3 separate regions of the Mus musculus genome follow, and all the other regions are linked to region 1. Evidence: chromatin contacts called from public promoter capture Hi-C data. All regions are on one chromosome and are shown on one strand. The core of a region is the stretch at or near the end of the contact, and the rest is flanking DNA. Distances in the headings are between cores, read along the strand shown.

The links. Promoter capture Hi-C pulls out the DNA fragments that hold promoters and counts their contacts.
Region 2: a contact with region 1 is called in a promoter capture Hi-C map of liver, with 6 times the contacts expected there. The contact joins the promoter of B3gnt3 here to the promoter of Zfp964 in region 1. A contact is called at or near these places in 2 of 39 promoter capture datasets (both in liver).
Region 3: a promoter capture Hi-C map of liver shows a contact between it and region 1, with 5 times the contacts expected there. The contact joins the promoter of Cyp4f18 here to the promoter of Zfp964 in region 1. A contact is called at or near these places in 3 of 39 promoter capture datasets (hippocampal neurons and liver).

Annotation. Positions count from the first base shown.
Region 1 is chr8:69,653,097-69,656,871 of GRCm38.p6, reverse strand. Zfp964 (zinc finger protein 964) reads right to left here and starts at 2,316. Exons shown (of 4, transcript NM_001177527.1): 1 at 2,276-2,316. The coding sequence starts at 2,278.
Region 2 is chr8:71,700,177-71,703,698 of GRCm38.p6, reverse strand. It overlaps B3gnt3 (UDP-GlcNAc:betaGal beta-1,3-N-acetylglucosaminyltransferase 3), which reads left to right and starts at 1,899. Exons shown (of 3, transcript NM_028189.3): 1 at 1,899-1,981.
Region 3 is chr8:72,007,448-72,010,991 of GRCm38.p6, reverse strand. Cyp4f18 (cytochrome P450, family 4, subfamily f, polypeptide 18) reads left to right here and starts at 1,366. Exons shown (of 13, transcript NM_024444.2): 1 at 1,366-1,413; 2 at 1,750-1,948. The coding sequence starts at 1,751. Gm51535 (a long non-coding RNA gene) reads right to left here. Exons shown (of 3, transcript XR_003947403.1): 1 at 2,341-3,544; 2 at 1,214-1,308; 3 at 1-984.

The DNA.
Region 1 (3,775 bases), core at 1,067-3,566:
GGAACTCAGGATCTGGAGGATATCATTCTGAGTGAGGTAACCCTATCACAAAAGAACTCACATGATATGCACTCACTGATAAGTGGATATTAGCCCAGAAACTTAGAATACCCAAGATAGGCCAAATTTGCAAAACACATGAAACTTAAGAAGAAGGAAGACCAAAGTGTGGATACTTTGTTCCTTCTTAGAAGGAACAAATACCCATAGAAGGAGTTACAGAGACAAAGTTTGGAGCTGAGAGGCAAGGAAAGACCATCCAGAGACTGCCTCACTTGGGGATCCATCCCATAAACAACCACCAAACCTAGACACTAGGCAGATGCCAACAAGAGCCTGCTGACAGGAGTCTGATACAGCTGTCTCCTGTGAGGCTCTGCCAGTGCCTAGCAAATACAGAAGTGGATGCTTACAGTCACCCATTGGACGGAGGACAAGGTCTCCAATGAAGGAGCCAGAGAAAGTACCCAGGGAGCTGAAGGGGTCTGAAGCCCCATAGGAGAAATATCAATATGAACTAACCAGTACCCCCAGAGCTCCTTGGAACTATACCACCAATCAAAGAAAACACATGGTGGAACTTGTGGCTCTAGCTATATATATAGCAGAGGATGGCCTAGTCTTTCATCAATGGGAGGAGAGACCCTTGGTCCTTTGAAGGCTCTACACCCCAGTATAGGGGAATGCCTAGGCCAGGAATGGGAGTGCATTGGGGAGCAGGGGGAGAGGGGAGCAGATAGGGGATTTTCAGAGGGGAAACTAGGAAAGGGGATAGTATTTGAAATGTAAATAAAAAAATAAAATAAAAAATACTACAAAAAAAGAAAGTTGTAGTTTTAAAACTGCAAAGCTTGCTTTAAAAAAAATCAGTTTTTTTTTTAAACCATTCCTTTCTGTGTGCATGTGTGGCTATGCATTGCCATGATGCATGTATGAGGTGAAGGGACAGGAGTTCAAAGAAATTCTGTGGTTCTCGATTCTCTCCTTCTACCAAGTGGCTTATAAGGATTAACCCCAGGTCTCTGGGCTTGGCAGCAAAAGATGCCACCCACAGAGAGATTCGGAGGAACCAAGAACCTAAGTATTTTGTTTTTTTCTTTCTTCCTTTTGAGATAGGTTCTCACTATGTAATCCTGACTTGCCTGAACTCACGACATAGACCTGGCTGACCTAGAACTTACAGAGATCCACCTGCTTCTGTCTCCAGAATACTGGGATGAAAGGTGACTCCCAACCAGCTCAGCAAGAATCTAAGTTCTAAAAGGAAAACCTTGTTCACTTGATGGTAAGCGCCTTGAAACACTCAGGGTCACACCACCTAAGGAACACCAGTGAACACCTGGTCAGACTGAAAACTGCTGCGGAAAGTCATGGAATTGCAAGGATGTTAGAATACGGGTACAGCCCTGGGAAAGAGCAAAGCAGAGATTCATGATTCACAACTTCAAAACTGACTTAAAAGCAATTATCATTAAGATAGGATAAAGCTGCAGATAGGCCTAAGGAGTAATAGAGCACTTACCCAGCATGCTATGCAAAGCTGTTGCATCTAACTTCCAGACTGTGGGTGGGAAGGAGTAAATATTTTTTAAGAAAAGAAAAAATAAACTATACTAGGCTCTGTGACAACCTGAGTTCTATCCGTTAATCGCGGAAGGACAGCACTCATTCCATAAAGTTGTCCTGTGACCTTACACCTTCCTCACTCTACACACACACCGGGGACACACACCAATAAATAAGGCTGATTTAAGTAGGAGAGAGGGAGGGGGAAGGAGAGAGCTGCAGCGCACGGCAGGGGTCCTCCACTTCGTCTACTCGCTAGTCCCGCTCCACGTTTCTCTCCCTTGTCCTGGGGCAGCCCAGGCTGTCCCCTCTCCTCCAACAGCTGCGGGTTTACTGTGAAGCCCGCACGCAGGGTTACAAGTGAGTGCGACGTTAAGCTGTCACAACCCGCACTAGGAGAAACCTGCGCCGTCGAAGGAGCTGTGGGCAGACCAGCTCAGCACCGAGCGACCCCGCCCACGCGGGTGCTCTGGGCTCTGCAGCGTGCTGCCCTCGTCTCTCCGGGCCAGCCTGGCTCCCTCTGGCCAGCCGCAATCCGTCCGGGGGGAGCTCGCGGCTTCGCCTTTTAAACTCTAATCTTCGCACCAAGCCGAACTTTCCCAGACGCTGGACCCACCCCTCCCCCAGTCCCAAGGAGGACCCACCACCCCGGCTCCCGCGGCTCAGCCGGCCGCTCTTCCCCTTCTGGGGACTTCGGCCCTGCGCTCACCATGGCGCGGCTTCGAGCTCGGCCGCGCTCCCCTTAGCTACGGGCCGCAGTGGCCACAGCGAAGGGGGCCGAACCCGCTGCGCCTTCTCCGCTTCCCAGCGGAATGCACAGCGGGATTGCGATGGAGCCCGCCTCCCACCGCTCCCTGGCGCTCCTGATTGGATGGCTTGTCTGGAGGCCCTGATTGGCTAGGGCCCGACTTCGCTCAGCTCGGGAGAGATTTGCATAAAAGCCAGACCTGCCTGCTTCTTGCTGGGTACTTTAGTCTTCGGTGATCTCAAAAGCTTAGTTCCTATTGGTCTTGGGTCGTTGGTGTCCACAGTGCATTTACCAACTCAACGTCCAGTGTAGTGATTTCTTGCTTCAGACCTAGAATTGTTATAGGACCTTGGGTATGATGTATTCCGTGGACCTGGATTTTTATTCAGGGAAGCCAAAAAAAAATTTTTTTTTTTTTAAGGCGTGAGCGCCACCACTGCCTGGCTCCTTTTATTTTATTTTATTTTTTTTAAAGATTTATTTATTATTTTATGTAAGTACACTGTAGCTGTCTTCAGACACACCAGAAGAGGGAGTCAGATCCCGTCATGGATGGTTGTGAGCCACCATGTGGTTGCTGGGATTTGAACTCTGGAAGAGCAGTCGGGTGCTCTTACCCACTGAGCCATCTCACCAGCCCGGAAGCCAAAATTTTTGATAGTGGTCTGTCAAGTGGGGCTTGGTGGTTGGTACAAGTCCCCTTAATCCCAGCACTCATTCTGCTGGCAGCGAAAGACAGATCTCTGTGAGTTCTAGGCCAGCCTGGTCTACATTGTAAAAATCTGGGCTAGTTAAAGTTGCACAAAGTCTGGTCATTGTTAGAGGCCAGAACACACTGGCTCCTCATCAGCTCTTTCTGGTAGAGTTATTAAGACGCTATCTGTACTGTGATTTTACAACTCTTAACTTATAATTCAGTCCAGTATCTGGTCCTCTGTGCTCAACTTCACAGCTGGAAATAAGATAATAACAAATTCCAAGCGACTGGAGAAAAATGAAGGCGTTTTAAATATTCAGTTCTTCAGAGAGACACGGAACCTTAGAGAAAAGGCAAAAACGGCTGTGAATTTTGGCACAAGATTTTTTTTTTTAAGTCCCCCTGGGGGAGAAATTTCTGTTCTTTGTTTCTCACAGGCCAGTTCTGCTATTTTCTCAAATTTCCCATCTCCCTGGCTTAGGGTACAAAGCCTTATCTAAGGAATAACTCGGGATTTGAGGCTTCCTCTTTTCCTTATCATGATTTAAGTTACATAGTAAACCATGGGTAACTCCAAGTCTCATTATGGGCCGGTACCAGCCAGCGCTTGGAAGAAACATGCCCAGCACCTACTGCTTATCTGTAACTGGTGAACTCTAAATGCACTTTATACTGAAATGGACAATGACAGTCCAATTCAGTGGTTCTTGACCTGTGTGTCATCAGATCATCAGAAAACACATATTTACATTATGATTCACAGT
Region 2 (3,522 bases), core at 650-3,149, 2.0 Mb before region 1:
GACTCATGTATTTGAACAAGTCTATGGGGGCCATGGAGTGGAATGTGATGGTTTGTATATGCTTAGCCCAGGGAGTGGCAGTATTAGGAGGTGTGGCCTTGTTGGAGTGGGTGTGTCACTGTGGGCCTAGGCTTTAAGACCCTTGTCCTAGCTGCCTGGAAGTCAGTGTTCTCCTAACAGCCTTCAGATGAAGATGCAGAACTCTCAGCTCCTCCTGCACCATGCCTGCCTGGATGCTGCTGCCATGCTCCCACCTTGATGGTAATGGACTGAACCTCTGAACCTGTAAGCCTGCCCCAATTAAATGTTGTCCTTATAAGACTTGCCTTGATCATGATGTCTGTTCACAGCAGTAAAACCCTAACTAAGACACTGGCCCATCTGATAAGTGCTGAGAACATGGCACCTCCTGGTGGCTTTAATTTGCTCTCCTTGGGGTACAGGAAGGCAGGGCAGCTTTGAAAACACAGGAGTCCTTTTTCTCTGGCCTGGCTTCCCTCACCAGGCCTCCCAGAGCCAGGGAGATAGGTGCTTATCTCAGGAGGGTGAGTCCCAGCAGCTGGGGCAGAGCCTTGGGTGGGGTGTCCTTGCCTGTTTATAATGCCATTGCCGTTTTCACCGAAGTGACTCCAAAACCTCAACTATGCAGTGAGTGAACATTTGTCAGGCAGGTCCAGGCTGAGTCACCTGCATTCTGAGCAGGAGCCAGAAGAGGTGTTTTCTGTGGCAGGGAGCTGGAGTGAGTGGCAGTTAACATGGCCCCCGGCAGCCTTACCTGCTGCATTGCCAGAACATGGTTGCCCCCACAAGATCATCCCTCCCGCCCCTGACCTGCTCCTTGTCTGTGGATTTTTCTGCCGTGTGACACAGGTGGGACGTTTGTACTAGCTGCTGTCACTCAACAGCAGGGCCTCTTCAATCATTTTTATGGTTCACTAATATCCCAGTGCCCGTGAATAGGGCTGCTGTGACCTCTGGGTGCACTCAGGGAAGGATTACCACGTCAAGGGACAATCCTGGAGCTCTGCCCACTGTGTACTGGTCCAGGGAGCCAGTGTCAGGAGGACTCAGTTTCCGGTTTAGGAGCTTACTTCTCCCTCCAGCAGGCTACTAGGGCCTGGGACTCAGAGTTAAGACCACCAAGTTTTTGAGGTAACTTCTGAGGAAGGGCGTGGTTGGGGACGCTCCTAGGAGATTTACACCTGATCCTGGCATTTAGGAGTTGGAGGGCCTACCAACAGGTTTTAAGGTCCTGGGATCTTCTAAGTCTCTGAGCTCACTCTCCTCCAGGCTGAATGTTTCCTCAGGAGAAGAGGGAGGAGGGGGGGCAGCTGCAGCATTGGCTGAGCTGGGGGGCTGGGAGGGAGGCAAGAGGCTACAGCAGGGGCTGAAATGAGGAAGGAGGGCGGAGGTTGAAGCCTGGGCTGAGCTGTGGGAGAGGCGCTGCAGTAGGGGACAGACAGACAGACTTGCTCAGGACAGGGGAGCTCCTGCTCCCTCTCGTGGCGTGGAAGAGGAAGATGGGGCTCTAAATGAAGGAGGGGTTGGAGGGAGTTAGACTCCCAGGGGAGGGGTAGGACTGGAGGAGGAAGAGGTCAGGTTGGGAATAGAGGTCCACTGGAGGAGGTGGGGGTTAGGGATAAAAGTGAATGGGCATGGCCAAGAAAGAGGGAAGGAGGGTGGAGACGTGGACCTTCTCGGGTAAATCTGGACGCAGGGTGGCGCCTAGAGGGAGGGGAAGGGCCAAAGTCCAGGTAGAAAGACAGGTGGGGAAGAACATGACCACAGTGAAGAACAGGACGGGGAGGGGCAAGGGAAAGGAACTAGACGGGGGGGGGGGGGGGGTGAGGGCGGAAGGAGGGAGACTTTCTCCTTGGCTACTAGGAAGCTCGACTCACTGGAGGGAGGAGCGGGAAAGGGAGAACAGGGAAGAAGCGGAGGAAGGCGAGTAGCCAAGAGCCAGCTCAAGGCGGTCGCCCAGGTAAACAGTGTGGCCTCCGGGGTTGTCTGGAGCCCGCGATCGCAGTGAGTGCCAGGGTCTCGGGTGGGGTGGTGCGAAGTTGAAATCTGTGGCGCTTTCTAGCTGCACCGTGCTGAAGATGCTCCGCAGCCCCGGCCATACTCCTGGGCTCCGGGTCTCTTAGACGCCGCGAAGTAGCCCCGCTACTTTCCAGGATCAGAAGCCCGCGTTTTCCCCAGTGTCTGCACAGCCGGGTGGCCTCGGCTCTGACTCGGTTTCCCCTGTTCGAGTTTGTGAAACTTTCCCTGTATGGGAGTTAGGCTGTGGTGAAGTAAACTGCGAGGCGTGGTGGTGGCAGCATAGTTAAATTGATAGTCTGTATTGCTAACCGAGGTTCTGACGCTTTGGGGTAAATTTCCCATTCTTTTCTTTTTTCTCCTTTTTTTTCTGAGACTGTCTTTGAACAGTCTACCTTCCTCCTGAGTGCTTGGTCTCGGGTCCCCACTTTCACTTTCTCATCCTGGCCTGTCACACTCTGTGGAGTCAGGAGGAGAAGGTGCGGCCGCTTAGGGGACATTAGTTGGTGCCCATCTGGTCAGTGTTTGCGCAGCCAGCCCAGGCCGGATCCCTTCCCCTGGGCGTGGCGTTTCCCCTCAATAGCTGAGATTGCGAAGATCCTGTAGGGGCCCCAGGAGACTACTCTGCTGCCCCCTCCGAGGTCTGGAACCCCGCGGACTTTTGTTCCCTGTCCTGCGTGGAGGGGCGCTGGAGGCAGAAGTGGGTGCCTGGTCCAAGTCCCTGTGCTAAGCTGATCCCCTGCCTCGGGTCCCCTCAGGAGGCGCTAACAGCCCAGCAAGGGTGGGGCTGGGGCCGGCGTGTTTACTTTACTCTTGATTACAGGGATCTTGTGTCTGTGACATTTTATCTTGATTGTAAAAATTAAAGAGGTTATTGTAATCCTGGTGTAAACGTCACCGGAAGAGGGACGAGAGAATGGGACCCGCTTAGAGGGTAGGGATCTAGGGTGACCCCAGACGCCAGGCCTATGAGGCTGCTCTGCTAATTGGAAGGGCAAGGAAATGGCCAGCACCTTCCCAGCCTCCGTTTCCTTGTCTGGGAAGTGGGCCGGGCTGGGCTTTCTTTCCCGGTTGGGGGTGGGGGGCTGGGGGACGCTGTGTAGCCTCGGAGAAGCTGTGTGAAGGCAGGGCGTTACCTCCGGAAAGCTGGGGTGTGAAAGCAGGGCCATCAAGACCTGGGCCTCCGAAGCTTTATCTTTATAGGAACTCTCTTTTTGTCGGTAAAATTCCAAGTTCCTCGTAAAAAGAAAATTGCCCAGGGTTAAGGAGCTAGTACAAACCTGAACGGAGCTGCCATGGGGTCAGTTGATCAGCTCGTCCTACCCAGCTAAGCGCTGGGTGACCCCGGGCTCAGGGTCACAGGGACAAACACCAACCTGGGGACCCCACGTCCAGCTGGGACGCACAGAAGGAACTGTCCCTGAAGCACCCAGCATCCTCCGCATCCCTCACTCTGGGAGAATGATCCAGAACGTCTGAGCGTGT
Region 3 (3,544 bases), core at 117-2,616, 2.4 Mb before region 1:
TCATCATTAGGGAGTTTGTCCTTGTTGGAGGAAGTCTGTCACGGAGGCTTTGAGGTTTCAAAAGCCCATGCTAGGTCCATTCTCTCTCTGCTTGCCTATCTGTGGGCCAGGATGTAAAGCTCTCAGCTATTGCTCCACTGCTATGTGTGCTGCCATGTTTCCACCATGATGACAATGGACTGAACCTCTGAAACTGTAAGCCAGCCCCAATTAAATGATTTCTTTTCTAAGAATTGTCTTGGCCATGGTGTCTCTTCACAGCAATAGAACAGTGACTAAGATATGAATCACCATGATTTTTATTTTAAATTGTGTGTATGTATGTTCGTGTCTTTGTGTGGATATGTACATGTGAGTGTGGGTACTCAAGGAGGCCAGAAGAGAGTTGGAATGATGGTGGAGGCTTTCACTGTAGCCCAAGTGGGCCTTGAACTACATTCTTTTCTCAGCCTCTCAAGTGTTTGGATGACAGGCATAGGACACTGTGACTCTATTGAGGGCTCTAGCCACCTGACATCCTGGCTGTCTGGCTGGAGGAGGCACTGAGGATGTAGAGGGAGTTATCTCTTACTCATCTTCTTTCTCAGCAGCTGTATTTGGAGCCAGCTCTTCAATACCTACAGAGCAATCTCAGGAGGCCAGGAAGTGAATAGGCAGTCTGCTGGGAAGAGTATACTGGGTATAGGAGGAAAAACAGATGGCCATTAACAATGTTTCAGGGTGCTTCTGGTATGGAACCACCTCATGCCTTGAGATCCCAGCACTGTCAATGCCCCTCTCTTGAGAGGGAACTGTTCTCAGTAGGGTGAGACAACATTGTAGAGGGAAAAAGCTTTGGGCTTTAGGGTCTGACAAACCTAAGATTGTTTTGGGCTGTGCAACTTGGCTTAGATGCTTGCCCTCTCTGAGTTTCAGTTTGTTCTTCTGTTGACACTCGGGATTCTGGTCCAGACTGCTTACAGGCTGTGTGAGGATCCTGGGCACCTGAAGAAAGCAGACAGTTTATGTAGACTAGCCAGGGCACAGGAGGCATAATTTAGGGAGAGGAGCTACAGCACTTTCCTCACACTCTTACCAAGAGCAGAGTCCCACAGTGGTGACCAGCCTGTTTTCTCACACCCTCTTTTTGGTATTTTATCTTCATGAAACCATCCACCGCTTCCTCCAAAGTCCTTACACAAGGGGTGTGAAGTCCCGAGGACCTGGTACTCACTCTTTGTGACTCTGACAGTGCAGTCTTGCTCTGCTTCAAATTGGCTCCGCCCCCACATGATGGCCACCTATCCAGGCAGGGAGAGGCAGCTGGGCCTGCAAGGGATTGGCTGGTCTAGCCTAGACTTCTCTAGGTGCCCCTGGTCAGGAGTCAGAGAAGGGGAGAGACAGACCTGGGAAACACAGTGCTCCTGAGAGAAGGTACCAGACTAGGGCCATTGGGGCTGAGAGGTCCTAGGCTGGGGCAGGACAGGAAGTCAGAAGCAGATGTTGATTTCTGGCTAATAGTCCATGGTTTAGACTCTAATCAACCCCTTTCCTCCATCCTCTTTCATTTCCTCTCTCTCTATCTCCTTCTCTTCCCCTTTCTTCCCCTCTTCTCCCCTCCTTGCCTCCTCCCATAGATTGCCCTGGGTCTCCCTTCCTCCCCAGGCATTATCCCCAACTCTCTAATTCCCTATCCCTGTCCTTTGCCCTAGACCACACTGTCCCTCTTCCATGCCCCAGGATTTCATCCTGTGTGCATTTGCCCTGCAGGATGTCACAGCTGAGCATGTCCTGGATGGGCCTGGGCCACACAGCAGCCTCTCCATGGCTGTTGCTGTTGCTGGCTGGGGCCTCCTGCCTTCTGGCTTACATCCTTACACCGATTTATGGTGTTTTTGAGAACTCTCTTCGCCTCCGCTGTTTCCCACAGCCTCCCAAACGAAACTGGATCTTGGGACACCTAGGCCTGGTGAGTGTGGTAATAAGGTGGGTCTGGGGTTTCAGGGTAAAAGGAATTGTGAAGAGCCTTGAATAGAGCCCAGGGAGCTGGGCACAGAGGTGTGCTGGACTAGAACAGCAGAATTCAAAGTGCAATCATTTACAGATGCACTGTCCTGAGCCTTTCCCACACGGAGTCTTCTCTGAGTACTTCTCCAGCCTGTTTTCTCTGCAGATGTGGGCATGCTGCAGGGCTTCCAGCAAGGCTTACTCCAACAGAGTAAGGACCTTGGTGTTCCCAGGTTCTGTTGTGCTAGACTTGAGGTCTCCTGAGGGGAGACCAGAGCCAATCTCCACTATACCATTTGTTTTCAGCTCATCTCTGGCTTCCCACTGGTCACAGAAATGACCTACAATCCTTACCCAGACACACCCAGGGGCATAGACGGTCCAGGGGAGCTCTGAGGGCTGATTTCCTAACTCCCCATTCTTCAGCGTCTTCCTCTTATGTCTGGCTTCTCCACTGAGATGTACCAGTGAGTTATGTTGCTCAATCTAGATATGATCTAGCCTCTCACTTCCTCTTTTGGAAGCCTTCTCAGAACCCATCCTCCACAGCACACTTTGAGCATAGACTTCCATCTGGTTTTCCCTCTGTGTGATTTGGAGACATTTGCTTTCTTTTAAGTGGCACAGTGCCAGGTGTACAGAGGGCCATAGAGATTCTGCCAGAGCCTGATGTCAGCAGAGGACAAGTGAGAGTGGTCACCCTGATGGAGACTTAGAGGTCACCTTTGCTGCCTTGGGGTCTGCCAAGGCCAAGTTCCGCAGATGTGGTTGTCCTCCCTCACAGGAAGAACCAGAGACCACATGGTGTCTTGTTAACTCTCCTGGGAGATGTGAACAAGTCTATTTATCCCAGGTGGGCACCAAAACAGCATGTCCATCCGTGTTCAGCTTGCTGAGAACTATGGGCTTCTTAAGAGTTTTTATTTTTTTTCAGAGAACAGGTGAGGGGCTATTAATGGGATCATGGGTAACCTCAAATGGCTGTATCATTGTAAGGTCCCACCCATCATGGGTGATAGCCTTATGGAAGCTGCACCACGAAGTCCTGATTTAAAACCTCTTTTCGTATATACTGAAGTATATCCCAAGATCATATTTTACTGGGGTAGAGAGTCATAGCTGGAGTCCCAGGAGAAGATCTCCGGACCTTCCTTCAGGAGTTCTGACAGCTCTGACAGCATCCCCTTTGATTTGGCTACTACTCTTATGGGCAGCTATAGTTGCCATGACTACCAGGAGAAGTTGAAAATGACACCACTTTAGGCTTAGAGGGGAAAATGCCATATAAAAATAGACACGAATGCTGGGACTGCTCCCAGGATGAGAAAATCCACATTCCAAAGTCAAGGTGCACATCACGGTGTCGAGTGACTTTTCTTGGGGAGACACATCTGGGATAAGGCACCCAGGACAGGGTAATGAAACAACTTCACTCAATCTTTCTTGATGAGCTATGGTGTTTGTTGGGGTTCCACACAGGAGGTGATTCAGGCAGTTGCACCACTAAAAAGTCAACCCCAGCATGGGGTGACAACTCATGAAAGCAATATATCCCTAT